2 separate regions of the Sus scrofa genome follow, and region 2 is linked to region 1. Evidence: chromatin contacts called from public Hi-C data. All regions are on one chromosome and are shown on one strand. The core of a region is the stretch at or near the end of the contact, and the rest is flanking DNA. Distances in the headings are between cores, read along the strand shown. Region 1 has its middle 38 kb from the start of LONRF1. Region 2 overlaps LOC102168194 (a long non-coding RNA gene).

Region 1 (4,808 bases), core at 996-3,495:
CAGCCGATGGCCTGTGGGTCCTGGTAGCACGTAGCTCTCACGGTTTGGATGGAAGAGCAGGACAACCGACCCAATGGCAACTTTCACTTGGAAACAGAAGGTGAAGAGCGCTGGCTTCAGTAGCCTTCCCAGCTTCAGCCGGGAGATGGTGCGGAGAACCAGCCTCTACCCGGTCCAGGACTTCTGGCAAGGCCAGACGTGTACCCTGGACTACTGACCCCGCCTGGCCGCGGGGGAGCGCCCGCCCTTAGCCTCAACCTCCTCTAGCCCCAGGCGGCTTCCCCGAAGAGGCCTCTCTGCGGAGGCCCCACTGCCCCAGCAGCTCAGTCCGGCTCCACTCCGCGCTCCCGGCTGGGCACCCCAGCTCCGCCCAGACAGCGTGCCCTCACCCGCGGACACAAGGGCCTTGGTGGGCGCCACCTTCAGAGAGCCCTGGGCGAGCCTGTTCTGGCCGCAGGGACCGGAGGGGTAACAAGGAGCGCCAGCCAATCTTCCTCCTTCCTTCAAAGGAAGCCCAAGTTTCCAGAAAAGATAGCTCCTATATGCTCACACCGTGGAGTATCTGCCCTGCAGAGTTGGTTGTGATGGAACGAATATGTGCCAGGCCATTCCCCTTTGACCTGCACCAGGGCCGCTGGTCTGGCTATTTAATGTAGTCTCTCTCCCCTGCTCTAGCGTTTGAAGCTTATTGAGGGTGGAGACCTTGTTTATTTGACAAAGACCTTTGTCGTTAGGAGAGCGCCTGGCAAAGAGTAGGCTCTTTTTCATAGGAAACATCCTGACCAGACCCACTTGTGAAGGGTTGCAGGAAGGAAGAAATGAACACACCTCCTCTGGAGTCTGGGGAAACCAGGACTTTAGCCCCTCCTCTTTTGGTATAAAAGAAGCCTGAACCCTAGCTCAGGGAAGATGACACTAGGCCAGCATCTTTTCTGTCTTCTGGCTTTCCAAAGGAAGTTGCTATAAGAGTAGATTTTCTAACCATTTGACATTCTTAACCCTTATATATTATCAACAAGATGGTGCAGAAATAGCATAATAATTTGTAAAATTAAGAATAAAAGTAACTCGGGTTGACTTATGAAATTTGTTTCCCCATAGACCCCAATGATCTTTCGATTTTGAAAATCAAACCAACTTAGTAGTAACAAAATCATTTGTTTATATTTATATCCCGATAGGCAGTCATTCTAGAGGTATTTATTGAACACCTAGTATGTGTGTGTGTATATATAGTATATATTCTTGTATATGCTAGGATCATTCAGATATGTTGCCATGGGATGAGAGGATGATGTCTATTTGTCTCATATTTACAAGTCTGAATGGACTTGGGAATAGATGTTTCTGGAGTCAAAGGCATATTTATTTTGAGTCTCATCTGTTGATTTTTCCTTAAGTCCTTTCCTTTCTTCATTTTTTGGCAATTTTATCTCAACCTACAAGTATTCCAACTCCAGCTACCAGAATCAATTACATCTGAAAAAAGGAAGTTTTCAACCAGTTTCAGACCCACTTCCATATGGCTTTGCATCATATTCTTTATCAGTCTAAATTGAATGTGATATTAATGTCCTGAGATTGCAGTAGCAAAGCACCACAAACTGGATTGCTTTAGGCAATCTATTCTCTATATAATAAACCAGCAGAGCCATCTTCAGAGTTCATGCTGGAGTAGAGTGTCTCCAACTGAGGGGAGGGGAGCAAGATGAGAGAAACCCCCTTATTTACCAGGCAAGTAAGCACTGAAAAATTAAAAACTGCTATGAGTACAGGTAGCAGGAGAAGAATTAAGCTGAGTATAAAACACAAACACAAAGAAAAAACCTCAGGCAAACTGTTGTGATTTTGTTAAATTAACATTTGCTAAGTAGAGCCTTGGGTACCGAGTCAAAATGATGAGCCACAGCTCAACAAAGATCGAAAGGGAAAGTGAGCTAGAGAAGGTTATCACTCACAGATCCCAGGGGAGGTCCACAGCAGCCTCGAGGGGCCACACAGTGATGTTAAGCAGGATGCAGGTGGCGTGCAAGTAGCAGGACCTGGGGCACATGCCTTTATTAAGGTCCACAGGTGCAATGCTTTGCCGGGCTCAGGCTAAGGCTGGATCAAATCATAAAGAGCAGGGTTTAAGTAAGCTCCCAGGGACTCTTACTTAAAGGACACACGAATGGAAAAAGCTAGGCATCTGGAAAGACTGTTTATCACCAGGGATGTTGGGCAAGTCATACCAGGAACTTGTGACTCCAAGGCTGTCACGGAAAGCATGCACTTGTGGGTGGGACTAATGTCAGTTCAAGGTCACAGCAAAGCCACTTAGCCACACAAATGGATGAGGAGGCAGCAATATTTTGGAATAGCTTAGTGAAACTTTAAACACAAACAAATGCCCAAACTTCAAGAGAGATCAATAAAAATTATCTAAACTACAACATAAAGTGGAAAGGGAAAAACACTAGAGCATCAAAGAGCTATGAAAGAATATCAAGTGGGCTAACATACATTAATTGTAAAGAAGGGGAAAATAAATGTATATATGGAGATATGTTTGTGTGTGTGTGTATATATATGTGTATATATATATATGTGCATTTATGGCATAGTTTAATACATTTACAGTGTAATACCAAGTCTGAAACTGAATAAATTCAACCACTTTTTTTCATACTAAGAACAGGGAAGTTATTTTTAAAAAATTGGGGCACCCGGGTATAAATCTAGATCACTTAACAAAAAACCAGGATTGCATTAACTTTCAGTAGCAACATCTATATGTAACTACATATATACATACAACATATCTATATACATATATTTATATATATGCATATATATAGCTATCTATATACACACACATCTATCTATCTACATATATTTAGATATCTATATCTATATAGATATCTATATATGTGTGTGTGTGTGTGTATATATATATGGTAGGGGGTCTGGTACTTAAGAGAAGCTCAATTAAAGGCCAATAGTGCAGACCTAGAGACCTGGTTTTGCATGCCTGTTTTCACTTGCTGCTTAACCACCATCTTGGGCTTGACCGTTTGAGTACAAGAGGTAATTCATAAGTCTGTTCTAACTCCACCGATGTGGAAATATTCTTGGAACTGGAGATATGTTTTTCTTCCACTCTGGCTTGCATAAGTTCTTATAACTTTTACCTTCCCATTTTGTTTTCTTTGTTGTCCCTACCCTTCCAGCCTGCTAGGCTCTTCAACAGTGATTTGTTCTGTATGTTGCAATATTGTTACTTCTTTACCTTCATATTCAATTTGTTGGTGATAGTAAAATTTACTTCAGGAATCACACACACCCCTTCCTCCTTTACTTTACTTGAAAGGAAAGGTCTCTAGACAGTCTTGACTAATTTCAGTGACACTGACAATTAATGAAAGTGGATTAAAATTTGGGGATCAGAGATTGAGTACTCAGCAACAAAGGCATTCCAAAGAATATAGAAGATATTCTAAGCATGGAGCATATGAGATTTTCCCAATTTCAATGCTATATACCATTGTTCTGTTCTGGGTTTTTTAATTTGGGTCTCTGCTAATTGAAACAAGGAGAGATAAGACCCAACAGTGAGACTGAGTTGAAGATTATGAACATCTTTGATACGTATCCTGCAATATTACTTTCTAAAAAGATTGTTAGCAATTTATACCACTCCCAGAAATGTAGGGCTGAGCCTGCTTTGGCCGTATCACCATCTTGGTGAGGTGCTTAAAAACAAGTTCTAATTCCATGGTGGTAATATATACCCTTCCCCCAAGTGCCAAGTCTGCTAAGTTAGAGAGTCCCGTCGATCACTTCAGACCCTTCACACATCAACCTTCTTAGATGCTTTATGTCTTGATGTGGCAGAAAAGTTTAGACATATTGCCTGGGTTCAGTCAGTCCCACCACATATTAGCTGTGTAATCCTTTGATAAATCACATAACTACTTAGTGTTTCCTTTTCCTCATCCTTACAAGGACAATACCTATTTCACAGGACTTTGAGGATTAAATGTGAATGTTTACCACCTTTTGAAATGAAGCCTATATGCTTTTCCATATCCTGCTATGACCAAAAACAACAAAAATCTTACATTTAAATTTTGGTGAACAGCCAAAAGCTATTTGGAGGCAGGTCTATAAGAGAGCTCACTTAGTAAACCAGGTCATAAATATCTTATCTATAAAAAATGTTTAACATTTTCAAAATGTTGGCATTTAAACATTGGCTTAGAAAGAAAATACATCTCATTGAGCTAGCCATTTCCCTGTGGATCAATGAGCCAGACAATTGAATTATTGCTTTGTTCTCAGTCATCTAAGTTGGCCTTACTGTTCTCTTTAAATGGATGAACTAGGTCCCTAAGAAAGCGCATGTTATTTCATTACTCAAGCTAATATTTGTATTGTTTCTTCTCTACTCTTAAGAAACTTCTATCAATGGATGTTAAAACTTTGAATCTCTCCTCCATGTCTCCATCTTTCCTCCTGCTTTGCCTCTCCTGCTCTCTACATTATGCTCAGGAAAGGTCTCCAACTCAACCCTCCACCTCACCCTTCATTATTTGTCTGCATTCTTCTATTTAACTCCTCTGCTTAGTTTATTTTTATGATTTATTCCTTGACTCAACAAATGTCATTGAACGTGTCTATGGTGCCAAGGACTGAGGACACTATTGTGATTCCCAGATCTTTTTAGGAAGTGCACATGCTCAAGTCAACGGGTGCTGGGTTTGTCGTCTTTAGGTTTTTCCTCAAATCAACGGGATTTGACTGTCTACTTATCTTTGTGGTGCGGGACC
Region 2 (4,851 bases), core at 1,178-3,677, 110 kb after region 1:
TCAAGGAAGTCTGAGAATTAGTTCCAGAGTGAAGGAGAATGAAGAGACCACTGTGTGGTTCTGAAAGGGATCCATTGGCTATAAAGGACACTACTGGGACAATTAGCGAGATGGGCGTCTGAGGGGCAGTTATGTACTGAGGCCAATCTCCTGATTTTGGTGGTTGTCTTTGGTTCTATAGGAGGATGTCCCTGTTTGCAGGAAATGCAAGCCTAAGTGTTCTGTCATGATGGGCTGTAAGGCTGGGACTCACTCTCAAGGATTCGGAAAACAAGGGTTTTGTGTCTACTGACACCATTCATGTGGGGAAAAAAAAAATCTTTGAATAACATATGAGGAAATAAGTAGATATGTAAACAAGTTAAAACTTTTTTTATATTTACCTTAAACCCTGGCATTTTTATTTCTGTTGCTACCATAGGTGATGAGACAGAGGTGTCTAGTCGGGTTTGAAGCAAAAAAATATATAGCTGGTGTGAAGGTCCAGTTTCTCTGAATTATTATTACTGTTATCATTATTACTATAAAATTTTAAATAATTGCAATGTCTGGAAAAGTTTTAGAATAAACTTCACCCAGATTCAATATTTGTTAACATTTTATATTTGGTTTTTCATTCCTTTCTATTTTTTTCCCAAACCTTCTTATAATAAGTTGCATTCATCATGCCCCTTTCCCCTTAAAGCCTTCTGCCTCTATCTCCTAAGAACAAGGATATTCTTTTACATTATCACAGTATAGTGATCAAATTCGGGACATAGAGCTTTGGCACAATATATAGAGCCCATATTTTTTTTTCCAGAATGGTCACATATATTTTATTTATTTTTTTAATTTGGTCATCTATTCCAAAAATTTCCTTTATTTCCTAGTGACGGATTCAGTCCAGGTTAAAAGATCATATCTACTTGTCATATCCCTTTAATTGGGAACCATTTTTCAGATTTTCTTTCTTTTTTTTTTTTTGTCTTTTTTGCTATTTTTTGGGCTGCTCCCGTGGCATATGGAGGTTCCCAGGCTAGGGGTCGAATCGGAGCTGTAGCCTCTGGCCTACGCCAGAGCACGCAGGATCCGAGCCGCGTCTGCAACCTACACCATAGCTCACGGCAACGCCGGAGCCGGATCGTTAACCCACTGAGCAAGGGCAGGGACCGAACCCGCAACCTCATGGTTCTTAGTTGGATTCGTTAACCACTGCACCACGACGGGAACTCCCAGATTTTCTTTGTCTCTCGTGATATTGAGAGTTGTTCTACAGAATATCTCTCTATACGGGTATGATGTTTTTCTCTGGATTATGTTTCAGTACCTCCTCCCCTTTTCTCTACCAGGTTTTCCCAGTTGTTATAGCTCTTTTTCTACCTTCTTGAGTTCCACCAGATCCCAGCAGCAGACACTTGTTTTGATAGGTAGATTGTTCACAACAGAAGCTTCTAATTTTTTAAAAATTTGCTGGATCAATCCCTGAGGAGTTTCAGTAATTTAGAACTGCAGAAGGACCAAAAATGGATTCATTGAAAAGAACTAAATTCACAGTTGGAATGAACTATTTAGCACCCACTAAAGAACTAAGAATAACTCTATATGGCAAGATACAAATCAGGGACTCACAAACCATCACAGCCACAGTGTGAGCCTGGTGTTAATTACCAACTGCATCTTTCTAAAGCATCTCTAAACCCCTGTACTTGGAGGAATGAGGGTACTATTTCTGCTCTGAGCCAGTCTTCCTCGTGCTGGCTCTGTGTTGAGCTCTCATACTGGTTCGTTTCCCAATAATAGTGCACTGCTGTGTTGTAAGGAGACATGAAGTGAAAAGATAAGACAACTAATTGTAAGAAAAGATAAAACAACCTGAGACCAAAGGAGGTATTCATTTCAGGGAAGGTGGGGTGGGTAGAAAGCATGGGTAGAAGAATTATGCTAAATCTAGAAACAGAGTATAATGTGCTAATTATGTAACAAAACATCCACCTCATTTAGCAATATTGTAACCTGAAGGTTCTCACAGTATTTTAATCCCTGCCAATAGCTAATAGGGTGACTGTTAGCTTATAAACTGTGAACATGGTAACGGACAATTTAATAACATTGAGAATATTGATCCAGCTGGAAGAATATTTCCCTAATCATGTGCACATTTCCCCTGGATTTTTTGGTAAATTATACTATGTAAAAGCTAAATGATATTAAAACACATATCCTTCTACTAAAACAACTCCCAGCTTCCCAAATGGAAAAGTTGTTCATCAATGTTTAAAAAGGCATTGAATAAGTTAACTTTATTTGTGGATATCTTAAAAGCACTCTCCTAAGAAAAAAGATGCATTGTTTAAATCTGTTTCAGATGCAAAACACAAGACTTCATAGATGTTAGTTGGTCCTGCTTCAGCTGAACTCCACGTCAGTGCTGCCACCTGGTGTTCTCTGAGGGCCTAGATCTTTCAGACCAAAGGGAGTTTGGTATTTCCCACTGCCTGCTGGACATCCTACCAGGATGTGTGTCCGCACAGCATCCTCCTCATGTCTCACTGTAGATGCCTCATCTCCTCATCCCTGACTTTCCTATTCCTGCTACTGTAATTCGACACCTGGTGCAATACTGACATACACCATGACTGACACATCAATACCCATTAGTTGAATAAATAAATAATGTCTGTTACTCAGACAAGAAAATGTTAAGCCTTTTTAAAATTCTTTCTTTGTCCCCATCAAATGGTCAAAACTCTTTACCCACTGCCACTCCTTGGTTTGAATCTTTATACCATCATGTCCGGACTAATTCTCACTAATATATCTCTCCTTCCAACTGGAATATCCCTTCATCTGCTTTCTGCCAGTATCTTACATTTCTTGAATATGTGTAGCCCATGCTTTCTGAACCAGAAGTGTATAAATGGGGTACTCAAGAGGATAAGGCTTTAGAATCAGTAGATACACGGCTAGATTTCAGCTTTGTCACTTACAAACTAGGTAGAAGAGGTACCTTAATCTCCTTAAGTTTCAGTTTCTTCATTTGTAAAGTGGGAAGTTGTAAATGCATTTAGATGCATGTGAAGTGAGGCAGAGCAGGAATGACATTTTAAAAGATGACTTCCATTCAAGTCATTGGTCAAGGCAGAAGAATATTTCTTAAAGAGAGACTTACTCTTTTGTTTAGAAAATATCTTGATGTGTCTATGGATCTGAAAGGCAAACCTACATTTCTCACCCTTTGCCCCGCAAGTCTAGATAATGGAAAAGGACTGAATTCAAAAAAGCTGATTTTCTCTTCTGAGTAAAGTATTTAAAACCAGATATCTACATTCAGTCCAGGAAAGACAGACAGCATAAGGTCAAGGAGCCTGAAATTTGGAGAGAAGGAGGGATAAATGGAAGAGGGTTTTGGAGGGAAGAGAAAGGGTTAGATGTAAAATATTTAATCTTAGGTTGTTTTCTATTCTGTTTTGCACTTAGTGCCCTTTATTTTTCTAACTTTCAGAAAAGTTCATGGCTACAATGCATATGTGGAAGTGATGTTTTAAGGGATGAAGACAGGAGGAATTTCATAAGTCAGATGAAGAGGACAGAAAGAGGATCAGCATACAAGTGGATGGCTAGGAGGTGTGTGCTTGAGACTCAATCCAGGATCCGGGATCTGGGGGAAGGAGGCAGGAAACTAACACTCATCACTCACGCTTACGCCATTGAGACACACTCAGAAAGCCCCCCCACCAAGAAAAGGGAACCCTCCCACACTGTTGAAGGAAATGTAAATTGGTGCAGCCACTATGGAGAATAGTATGGAGGTTCCTTAAAACACTAAAAATAGAGTTACCATATGATCCAGCAATCCTACCTGGGCATATATATGGAAAGGCAAAAACTCTAATTTGAAAAGATACATGCACACAAATGTTCATAGCAGTACTATTTATAATAGCTAAGACACAGAAGCAACCTAAGTGTCTACTGACAGATGAATGGATAAAGAAGATGTGTTATGTAAACACACGCAATGGAATATTACTCAGCCATAAAACCAAAATGAAATATTGCCATTTGCAGCAACATGAAAGGACCTCAAGATTATCAGACTAAGTGAAGGAAGTCAGACAGGAAGACAAATATCACATGACAGCACTTGTATGTGGAATCTAAAAAAATGATACGAATGAATTTACTTATAAAACAGAAACAGATTCACAGACATAGAAAACAATCTTATAGTAACTAAAAGGAAAGATGGGGAAAACCAAATTAGGATTTGGGGATTAATATATACAAACTACTACCTACAAAATAGATATACAATAAGGACCTATCATATAGCACAGGGAACTACATTCAATATCTTGTAAAAATCTGAAAAAGAATGGATATATACATGTATAAGTGAATCACCCTGCTGTATGTACACCTGAAACTAAAACAACACTGTAAATCTATTGCACTTCAACTTAAAAAAAAAGCTCTTCCAAATACTGTGGAATGTGTCAGATTCTGCACATTATGTGGGATGCAGGCTCCAGGCATTTTATCTTAATATTAAAGAAAACAGGCCCACAAAAAGCCAAAGGATGTGGGAGCATCTGAGTTATATTTGCCTCCTTTATTTGTGCTATGTCTGCCACACCACAGCTCACAGCAATGTCGGATCCTGAACCCACTGAGCAAGGCCAGGGATTGAACCCTCGTCCCTGTGGTACTACTCAGGTTCATTACTGCTGAGCCACAATGGGAACTCCAGTGAGTAATATTTGAAAATCACTTCTCATGATGCCTAGGAGAAAGTAAGCACTCAAACAGTGAAAGGTAAGAATAATAATTAGGTCACTATCAAGCCATTATTCCTACCATTTATTCAGG

Evidence for each region. A called contact is a pair of places that touch in the nucleus more often than the background predicts.
Region 2: a Hi-C map of alveolar macrophages shows a contact between it and region 1, with 7 times the contacts expected there. The contact joins two enhancer-like sites. A contact is called at or near these places in 2 of 5 promoter capture datasets (fetal skeletal muscle and liver), 36 of 47 Hi-C or Micro-C datasets (adipocytes, adipose tissue, alveolar macrophages and 18 more) and 2 of 2 datasets of contacts at active chromatin or transcription factors (alveolar macrophages and skeletal muscle).

Annotation. Positions count from the first base shown.
Region 1 is chr17:877,021-881,828 of Sscrofa11.1, forward strand. No RefSeq gene overlaps it. Among named protein-coding and RNA genes, the nearest start is that of LONRF1, 38 kb to the right of the region's middle. Within about 2 kb of position 2,246, at least 3 of the 83 cell types and tissues checked have an H3K27ac peak or open chromatin away from gene starts, as enhancers often do. A contact at or near this core is called in alveolar macrophages, where this site is marked.
Region 2 is chr17:984,599-989,449 of Sscrofa11.1, forward strand. The region is part of intron 2 of LOC102168194 (a long non-coding RNA gene); the gene reads right to left. Among named protein-coding and RNA genes, the nearest start is that of LONRF1, 70 kb to the left of the region's middle. Within about 2 kb of position 2,428, at least 2 of the 83 cell types and tissues checked have an H3K27ac peak or open chromatin away from gene starts, as enhancers often do. A contact at or near this core is called in alveolar macrophages, where this site is marked.